Regions from separate parts of the Gossypium hirsutum genome. Here region 1 is linked to region 2. The links are chromatin contacts, called in public Hi-C maps. All regions are on one chromosome and are shown on one strand. The core of a region is the stretch at or near the end of the contact, and the rest is flanking DNA. Distances in the headings are between cores, read along the strand shown. Region 1 overlaps LOC107900126 (a long non-coding RNA gene). Region 2 overlaps LOC107900119 (a long non-coding RNA gene).

Region 1 (5,554 bases), core at 1,535-4,034, 78 kb after region 2:
CTTAACTATTGAGCTTGGAAAGTGAAGAAACCCTAGCTATGGTGTCCCTTGGAGAGAAGAATGGCTGATTTTTTCCTTCATTTCCCCTTTTTATTGATTTTATTACCAAATGACCAAAATGCCCTTCCTTACTAAACTTCCAAAATTTTTCATGCATGCCCATTTTTTTTTTCCAAAAATTTAGAAATTGAGTAAATTACTCTTTATGACCTTCTAATTAATAATCTAAAGCAATTTCATGGAAATTGCTTTTAAAATCCAAGTTTTGCAATTTATTCAATTTGGTCCCTAATTTTCAATTGGACACCTTACACTAAGAATTTCTTCATGAAACTTTAACACATGCTTACTTTCATATTCTGGGCCTCATAATAATTATAAATTAAATATTTTGACATCGAATTTGTGGTCCTGAAACCACTGTTCCGACTAGACCCAATTTTGAGATGTTACAACCCAAGTCAGTATACCCTCTAATTTTCACATGGCCTGGCACACGGACGTGTCCTCGACTGTGTGATACAAGTCAGTATGTATGCCCTATTTCCATACTACCTAAGACACGGGCATGTGACCCCTGTATGGTTGAAATTTTTCTAAGTTTTCAAAATTTTCATATGTTATCGGTTTAGTCCCAAACTACTTCTAAAGAATGTTTAAGGCCTCGTAGGCCCTTATAAGGGACAATGTGATTGTGTTGAATGATTTATGAGAATGAATGCTTTATGTTTGATAAATGTATGCTATATGTTGTGAATTGATCAGTAATACCTCGTAACCCTACTCTGGCACGAATACGGGTTAGGGGTGTTACATACACGGCATGGGTACATGCCCATGTCATCTGCCCATATGATTCTAAATCATAAACAATGAGTCACACGACTAGGACACATGTCCATATCCTTGCCCGTGTGTCTTACACAACCTAGCACACGCCAATGTCATCTACCCATGTGGGTCTAAATCGTAGACAGTGAGTTACACGACCTGGGCACACGCCTATGTCCTTACCCGTGTGGCTCAAACGACTTGGGTACACACCCATGTTATCTACTTGTGTGATCCTAAATCATAAACAGTGAGTTACACGGCCTGGACACACACTCATGTCCTTAACCTTGTGAACCATGCAATAACATGGTCACACACTGCCTGAACACATGCCTGTGTCCTTTGCCTGTGTGGCTCAAATTCGATGATCAGTGAGTTACATAGCCAACCATATGGCCTGGTCGCACGCCTACGTCTCTGGCTGTGTGACGTTGACAGCCACATTTTCCAGTGTTTGAAATTTGCAAAAACAGGGGTTTTTGGTACGCACCTAAAGAGATTGTGTAGCGAAAACAACATAGAGAGTCTTTGAAGCCTAAAACAACCATTCAATCATTCAATCAACTGAATTTAACGACAATGAAGCACAATTATACACAGAAACTTATGTCAAAAACTTCGACATAAAATCTTCAACGAAATTGACACTTAACAAAAGATTAACTGCAATTACTCGAATTAACCTGCCGAGATTTGTTACTTCCAACACCTATTCCTAAAATAAAGAACCAACATTGTTTAACCACGAGAAATTATCCATTAGCGCAAACTATCAACGATACAACACCGTCATTTCTTAGAACTTTTAACAAATTGACACAATTGACATCACAGAAGACATACTTACCCGACCCGTACAATAGATTAGAATGAGAAGTCCAACGATCGACAACAACACGCTCAAACGATTTAAAAACAAAAAGCGAAAGAAGAGGAAAAAGAAAAAGAGAAGGGAAAGAAGCAAAAATGTAAAGGGGAAAAGAAAGGGAAAAAAAAAAGAAACATTTAAAATATTTTGTCTCAGCCACTAGTAAATTTTTCGACAAGAAGCAAAATATTTCCTAACACATACGATGGGGCTCGAACACGGGGCCAAACAAAATACAGAGACTTAAATAGTGAACCAACAAACTCATTCTTAATATAAATTTACATAGAATTACATTTAACTATGTAATGCATGGATGGGGTTGTTTTAAAATAATAAAACTTTTAACAATACAATTCGAATTTCAGACCTTAAACATAATAGTAAAACACAAAACCACAGATATAAAGATTTAATTAATATAAAATACTGCAATAATAATATTTTGTTATTTTTAAAATTTAATAATGTGGCACTATTTTATTGGTGCCTAAAAATTATATTTTTTATATCATCTTAATATATTTTATTTTTTTAAATGAAGGATGGGGTTTTATATTGAAATTAATAGATATAGATGAGTGTATAATAATATTTTGTTATTTTTACTAATTAACAACCCTAAAAAGTCAAGAGTGCTCTCTGAGCATCCCAAAGAAACAACGGTTACTGTGCTTTGGCAGCGGACGAGTGGTGACTTGAGGGTATGGAAGCAGAAAATGAATTAGCTCTTTTTGAAGAAGAACTGATCCAGTTAACAGTAAAGAGTTCGCTAGTAACTCCGGCAGAAAATCCAACGCTGATCTACACTGTTTGGACAAAGAAATCATATAACCCAGATAGTTTGAGAGCACAATTAAGGAGTGTATGGAAAACTAGAAAGAAATTCGAGATTAATATTGTGGGGCAGAACCTGTTTTCAATAATTTTTGAAGATGAGGATGATTTAGAGCGTGTCATGGAAGGGCGACCATGGCTTTTTTGGAAACAACTAGTAATTCTTGACCGAATAACGGAACCACTGGAGCGAGGCAAGATTGACTGATTCTTTCCCCCTTTTTGGATAAAAATAGGGCCAAGTCCTCCAGAATGTGACAAAAAGAACCTAATGCATGCGGTGGGATCCACGTTTGGGGGTGTGATACGATCAGAGATTAAAGAGGACTTTTGTCGCCTTAAGGTCAATTTAGATGTGCAGAAACCACTACAGAAAGGTCTGTTTGTCTCTCCAAACAATCAAGGAAGAACCTGGCTTCCTTTCAAATACGAATCACTACCAACGTTCTGTTTTGGGTGTGGTCGGCAAGGCATGGGGTTAAAGATTGTACGAGTATTTCATTTGAAGAAAGAGTAAAGACAGAAGATGATTTACCTTATTCAATAGCGCTTAAAGCTGAATCTTCTATCAAAGGAAAAGAAAGCATATGGCTCGGATCCCTGAAAAAGAAAACAATGATACAGTGTAACTATACAGGCATGGAAGAACCAGATAGTAACGGTAAGTGCAGTACAGAATTATTGATGCCGAAGACAGATAGATATGATGATGGCAAAAATTTCAAAAAAAGACCCAAATGTTCTGGACGCAGAAGACCGGGGGGGAAATAACAAATTTAATGATGGTATTGAAAGTCTTGGAAAGGGTATGACCAATGTGGAGGAAAAGTTACAGAAAAACCAAAGTAGCATGGCAGAAAATCAGATAGATGAAGTGGAGATAAAAAATTATGAAGAATGGGAAGCAACACAACAACCGAGATACCACAGAAGCAGCTGGCGTAGATTGGACAAGAAGAACTTTGATGCAAATATGTCAGAAAGGATCTTGGATAAACGCAAGTTTAATCATGAAAGCCTAGTTGAGAATGCGACATATCTCACTAATGAAAGTCCTGTTAAAAAAGTAAAGGAAAATAAGGATAGGGAGGATAGTTATGCCAATTTTGATTGTAAGCAGGCTGTTTCCCACGTTAGTTCAGAACTAACACAAGTTATATCGGCGGCTGCCAATGGGCAAGCCGACTGGAAGCCATGAAACTCCTAAGCTGGAATGTCTGGAGACTGGGGAATCCCCAGGCTAGTAGGAGATTTCAACATATGTTGAAACTCTACAAACCCCAACTGGTCTTCATAATGGAGACAAAATTGGATCATAGACGCATGGAATGAGTTAGGAGAAAATGTGGTTTTCAGAACGGGATAGATATATCAGCAACGGGTACACGTGGTAGAATTTGCCTTGCATGGAACGAAAATCACTTGGCTATTCAGAATCTCATGTTGATGTTGAAGTTATTGATGAAGATAACTCAAACAAATGGAGGTTCACTGGATTTTATGGGAATCCACAAGTCTCAGATAGGCAGGACTCTTAGAATCTTCTTCGAAGGCTACAAGAAACAAATTCAGAAGCATGGTGTATATGTGGTGATTTCAACGAGATTATGTATGCTCATAAAAAAACGGGAGGCGCAACAAGAAATGAAAGGCAGATGGAGGCTTTTCGAAAGGCCTTAACAGATTATGAATTAGTCGATTTGGGTTATACGGGACAGAAGGATACATGGGAGAGGGGCAACTTCCAGACCACAAATATTCGAGAATGGCTAGACCGGGGAGTGGCAAATAATGCTTGGCTCAATTTGTATAGTAATTACAAGGTACATAATCTTATGCATTGATTCTATTATCACTGTCCGAATCTAATCAAAACAGAGATAAATAGTGCACATGATGGGAGAAATCGCTTTAAGTTTAAATCTTGGTGGCTTATGGAACCGAATTGTGCTGATGTTATTAGGAAACTATGGGATGAGAAATCAAGTGATGCTCTTGCTAAATTGGAAAATCTTTGAGCTGGCCTACAAAAATGGGGACGAAGAGTCAAGTACGCACATGACAAGAAAAGGAAGAACCTTCGAGATCGATTGGTTCAACTTGATAGTATAGACCGGGATGATGATGTGATAGCAGAAATCCTTGATGTAAAGCTGGAGCTTAATTGGGAAATGGAAAAGGAGGAATTATATCGGGAACAACAGGCTAGAGCCAATTGGTTGCGTGAGGGTGATAAAAATACAACGTTTTTTCATAGTAAAGCTACATAAAGACAGAGGATGAATTATATCCGGGGATTGGAAGACAAGAATGAATTCTTTAAGACAGAAAGAGAGGGTATGGAGACTATCGTTAAAGATTATTTTATGGAGCTCTTTAATTCAAAAGGGGTTGGCAACACAAACCATCTTCTTTCAGGGGTTAAAAAGTGTATCAATGAGGATATGTACTGAATATTAGCAGTAGATTATAAGGAGGAAGAGATAGTTGAAGCGCTTAAGAGCATAAGGCCGACAAAAGCCTCTGGGCCTGATGGCTTCCCAACTATTTTCTTTCAGAAATTTTGGTATATTGTGGGAAAGGAGATTTGTGGGTTTTTCTTAGGAGTCCTAAATAAAGGTATGTCTTTGCAACCTTTAAACCATACGAATATAGTATCAATTCCAAAATCGGCTCACCCGAAAAGCCTCATAGATTTTAGACCTATCAGCCTATGTTCGATGTTTTACAAAATAATCTCAAAAACAATAGCAAATAGATTCCAAAAGGTTCTTGATTCTTGAATGGATCCAGCCCAAAGTGCGTTTGTCCCTGGAAGGCTCATTACTGATAATGTTCTCCTTCCATATGAAATCTTACATATTCTCCGGAATAAAAGAGTGGGAAAAAAAGGGTTCATGGCCTTTAAGATTGACATGAGAAGGCATATGATAGGGTGGAATGGGGGTTCCTAAAACAAATGATGATTAAGATGGGTTTTGATGAAGAATGGGTTGTGAGAATTATGCATTGTAT
Region 2 (5,213 bases), core at 1,339-3,838:
TAATTTGCCTTTTTTTCTTAAGATAGTTATGTCAGGTTTTTCACAATCAAGTGCTTCTTCCCAAAATTCTTGAGGAACCAAAAGGAAATGGGTTTCAAAAGAAGATGATGCGTTGGTTGCTTATATGGTCAACTTGTACAACGTTGGAACCTATAACGCAGATATGGGATTCAAGGCTGGCTATTTAAATGAGCTGAAAAAAATGTTAGAAAAATTTTTACCTCATGCTATGTTAAAGTCTAAGCCTAATCTTAAATCGAAGGTTAGGACATTGAAAAGGGATTGGACAATTGTTTACAACATACTCAATGAAAAAGACCATAGTGGCTTTGGTTTGGACGAGCATAGATAGATGGTTGTTGCTGAAGATGCTGTGAGGAACTCATATATAAGTGTAAGAATTATTTCTTATCTTTATTATCTTATTTTAACCAAACTTATTTCTAATGTGGATTCATTTTTTTAATAGAGTCATAAAGCAGCTAGTCAATTCAGACATCGTTGTTTCCCATATTATGACCAACTTACTTCCATATATGCAAAAGATCGAGCCACTAGGAAATATGCTTAATCAGCTGCAGATATTGTTGAAGAAATAAATGTTGAGGAGCTACTGCAAATAATCTTGAAGAAGGAAACTATTATCGTGGATGCGAAGATGATGTTCTCTTAGATGAGATGGATGTCTCAGCTACACAACCGCAATTGCCGAAGCCAAACCAAGATGGTTCCACATCTTCAAAGAAGCAAAAAAAGATTTCTGATAGAAGTGAATAAATTTCTACTTCAATTACTGATGCTACCATTCTATTAGGGGAAAACATAAGGATTGTTGGCCTTCAATTAAGTAGGAGCATTGCCTCTGAGAAAGTGATTCAAGAAAGTGCTCAAAAATTATATCCGATCTTATACGAAGTAGAAAGATTAATTAAGAATGAGTGCTATCGTGCATTGAGCAAAATTCTTGACCATTCAATGCAAATGCTTATTTTTTTTTCAGTCTCCCTTCTTCAGTACAATTGGAATAAGTGAGAAGATTTCTTTCTGACCATTAAAAATCATGGTTGTGTTGGTGATGTTTTGATAACTTTTTTTATATGTAATATTTGGATGGCAAGATGCAATTAGTAGAAAGCCATACTAGTGTAACTTTTTGGTGTTGTGAAATTTAACATATAGATTATGACATATAAGTTAATGACATTATGTAACTTTTTGCTAATGTATGAACATTATGTTTGGATGTAAAATATAATTCTCAACTATTTATTAGATCTAATCTTTTGCTTTTTAGTTTAGAAGATGATTAAATTATTTGTTTCGTTAATGATATTTTAGCACATTAAATATGCATTACAATTTAAAAATAATAAAGGAACTTAATTATTAATTCATATTTTAATAATAATTATATTAATAATGTTATTAAATTATATATTATTTTATCAAATTGTATTTAATAAAAATTATGTTAAATATGATTAAATTATTTATTATTATTAAATTATATTTAACAATATTCTTATTAAAATTTAATAACAATAACAATAATCATTTACCTAAAAAAATTCTATTAAGGGTATTTTGGTATTTTAAATATTTTTCCTTATACTATTACAACATCTATTCCATTTAACTAAACATAAAAATACTATTACAACTCTATTTCATTCTATTCAACAAAAACTGAATTACTAATTAAAATTTTGTTTTATTACAATCTTATTTCATTTTTCCAACCGAACGTGCTGTTAATTTCCGTCCACAAAGAGGCTTCGGGCCTTCGCTTCGGCTCACATGCATCATCGGGCTGCTTGTCCAATAATGTTCCCTCATCAACTAGATTTAAGGTACTTAAAATGATCCCCAAACATTTTATTTTCAATTAATTTCTTCATCTTTTTTTTACGCTACTTAAAAGTAATTATATATTCAAAATGAAATATGATTATTCAAGGGTAAAAATTAAGGTTAAGAATTTAGTTGAAAACAAATAAAGGACTTAAGTAAAACGCAAAATAAAAATAAAAAAAAAATATATAAATTGGTATAATACAAGGTTTGTTTTTAATTAAATTAATGGAAATTTTTAAAATTATACATGAATTTTGATTTGATGTAATTATACATATAAAATTTTAATTGTGGTTCAAATGTATATATAAAATTTTAATTTTAATTCAATCATACACATTTTAAGAAATAAATACATTAAATTATTTTGATATTAAATATATAATTATTTGTATATTAATGTATATATAAATATAAAATGATATTATATCAATAATTATATTAATAATTTATGAGAAATAATCAAATAAAAATTTTATGTATAAAAATATACAAAATTAAAGTTTATGTACAAAATTTTACATTATGAATATATCTTTAAATTAATAAATTTAAAAGATTTATTTTTTAATATATTTATTTAGCCTTCAAAAAAGGGGAGCAAGGCCACATTAAGAAAGTGGAGGTTCACGCTATAACCCTTTAGATAAAAGTTCATCCTATGGTGTAGGATAAGGATTGGAGAGAGAAATGGCGTTGGTCCACCTTCATAGACGTGGTATGCTCTAACTTTCATTTTTCTTTAATTTTTGGGTTATGGAATATGGTTTTCACTTTCCCCACTACAGCCCAAAGCTGTGAGTAGACTTGGTCGGTTCCATTCAAAAAGTGGGAAGAAGGATTGGCTAAAAATTTAAACTTAAATATATTATTTTCTTGTTATTTTTTTTATTTTACTATCATTTCATTATTAGATTGTTATTATTTTATTGTTATTGTATAACTCTTATTTTATTGTTAATTTTATTATTATTTTTAGAGACATTTGCTTGTTAAGTTGCATATATCTTAATATTATTTAAATATTTTTAATTTATTTTCGAATTTGTTGAGAAATATTTATTTTAATATTTTTAAGATTTTTAATGTATCATAATTTTTTAAAAAAATATATAAAAATTAATATAATAAAAATTAATACAACCAAGCCAGGTCGAGTTCAGCTTTAATATTTTTATTCGAATTGGTTTTAGATAAAATTTTAAGCTCATTTTTCAAGCCGGACTCATATCTAACAAAAGAGCCTAAAATTTTGATGAATCTGACCCATTGATTAATTATTTGTGAATTTAATACTGGATAAGAAAATTTATTTATTTAAAAAATAAAAATTATAAACAAAAACTATAACATCCATATTTTCTTTCTATATTTCCAATTGTAAATCGCGATTTTAAGTAGCTATGTGTTGTCGCAAATTTTATTTTAAAATATGTATCTAAAATTTGGGCCATTTTATCCAAAATGCCCGTTTTTAAACATTAATAACAGAATTGGACCATTTATTGGGTTATTTATTGGATTAGGCCGTTTTCCCCGAAAGCGCTCTGACGTCAGCGCGCTTTAGTGTCCACAAATTATTTTTTCACTCAAATCTCTTACAATTTCTATAATTCTCTCAAAATTTCTTTCCCTTCATTTATTTTTCACATAATTCTCTCATAATTCTCAACATTCCCTTCAAAAATCTATCAAATTTCATTGAAAATTTTCAATATTCTATCAAATTTCTTTGTTTAAATTTTTTTGAATTTAATTTTTTTAAATTAAAAAAATCTAATTGTGTTAGCAATGGCTGGAGAATTAATCCGTCTCGATAATAAGCACATCTCCGTTGATCAAATGACAATGGTAAGTGATAATTTTAATTTTTCAATACTATTCGATATTTTTTAATTTATGCAAATTTAAATATAATTTGCAATACTATTTGATATTTTATTCATATATGCAATTATAATTAAAATTTTAATACTACTTGAATTGTTTTTCATTTATGATGTTTGCATTAATTAATTTATGCAATTTTAATTAATTTTTGTTTTTAAAACTTTTATAATAGTCTATAGATTGTGTGTTGCAATGCTACATCCATAATATGTTTGGTCCTCCACCGCCGTTAATCGAAAATTACTTGCGAGAAGCAGGATTTTGGCACGTGGCCACGATAGGTCAGGGGTGCAAGTTGGACCCGAAACTAATCAGTGCGTTGATAGAGAGGTGGAGACTCGAGACGCACACTTTTTATCTTCCATGCGGAGAGTGTACTATCACTCTGGAAGATGTGCATTTGCAATTGGGATTACCGGTGGATGGGTACACAGTCACCGAGTCTGCATCATCTACTGTTTGGGGAGCCGTATGCTACGAGCTTTTGGGTGCTATACCATATAATATTAACGGAGGTCAGATCGAGATGGGCTGGTTACGAGATACATTCCCGGAGCCAGATAATGATTCGACTGAACTCGAAAAAATACGATATGCTCAGGCATACATTCTTGAGATGATTGGAGGTTATCTAATGCCGGACTTGCCACGAAACCTCGTACATCTGAGATGGCTGCTGAAACTCGTAGATTTTAGAGCAGCCGGTGAATTGAGTTGGGGGTCTACCGTGTTAGCAACATTGTACAAGGAAACGTGCGGGGCGCGACTGAACAAAGCCAAAATAGGAGGTTGCCTATCACTACTGCAAATCATGGGCACGGTTTCGCTTTCCATTTACATCCTCGAGTGTAGGGCTATTCAATCGGTTAACCGACTGGTTAACCGACCCGAAATAACATTAACCGAATTAACCGACCCTTTAAAATTTTTAACCGCTAACCGAACCGAAATTTTTCGGTTAATTCGGTCGATTAACCGAATTAATCGAAAAATATATATTTTTTATTTTTGGTTAAAATAAGTATAAAATTAACCGAATTAACCGAATTACCCGAATTACCTGAATTAACCGAATTAACCGAATTATTTGTATAAAATTATATTTTTTATATTTTTATTTTTATTTTTAGATTTTTATTTTTATTTATTACATTATTTGTAATTTTTATGATTAGGTTGGGTTGGGTACTTGGGTTAATATATATTAGATTGGGTATTTGGGTTTATGTTGAATTGAGTTTGAATAAATAGTGGATTATTTATATATTATAAATTTATTTATTAATATTTTCGGTTAACCGAAAATATTCGGTTAACCGACCAGTTTCAAACCGAATTAACCGTCAACCGAAAACTCAAAAAATTATTAACTGACCACCGACCGAATTAATTTGGTTAACCGACCGATTAACTGAATTCGGTCGATTAACCAAATTTTTTCGGTTTTACCATAATTTGCACACCCCTAC

The links. Hi-C and Micro-C count contacts between places; a contact is called where the count stands out from the background.
Region 1: a Hi-C map of leaf shows a contact between it and region 2, with 3 times the contacts expected there. The contact joins two enhancer-like sites. A contact is called at or near these places in 13 of 34 Hi-C or Micro-C datasets (anther, callus, fibers and 2 more).

What each region holds. Positions count from the first base shown.
Region 1 is chrA11:64,876,112-64,881,665 of Gossypium_hirsutum_v2.1, forward strand. LOC107900126 (a long non-coding RNA gene) reads right to left here. Exons shown (of 7, transcript XR_001684824.2): 5 at 3,075-3,139; 6 at 2,616-2,986; 7 at 2,281-2,511. Among protein-coding and RNA genes, the nearest start is that of LOC107900126, 5.2 kb to the right of the region's middle. Within about 2 kb of position 2,785, at least 6 of the 9 cell types and tissues checked have an H3K27ac peak or open chromatin away from gene starts, as enhancers often do. A contact at or near this core is called in leaf, where this site is marked.
Region 2 is chrA11:64,798,598-64,803,810 of Gossypium_hirsutum_v2.1, forward strand. It overlaps LOC107900119 (a long non-coding RNA gene), which reads left to right. Exons shown (of 3, transcript XR_005905099.1): 2 at 23-394; 3 at 470-999. Among protein-coding and RNA genes, the nearest start is that of LOC107900119, 7.2 kb to the left of the region's middle. Within about 2 kb of position 2,589, at least 3 of the 9 cell types and tissues checked have an H3K27ac peak or open chromatin away from gene starts, as enhancers often do. A contact at or near this core is called in leaf, where this site is marked.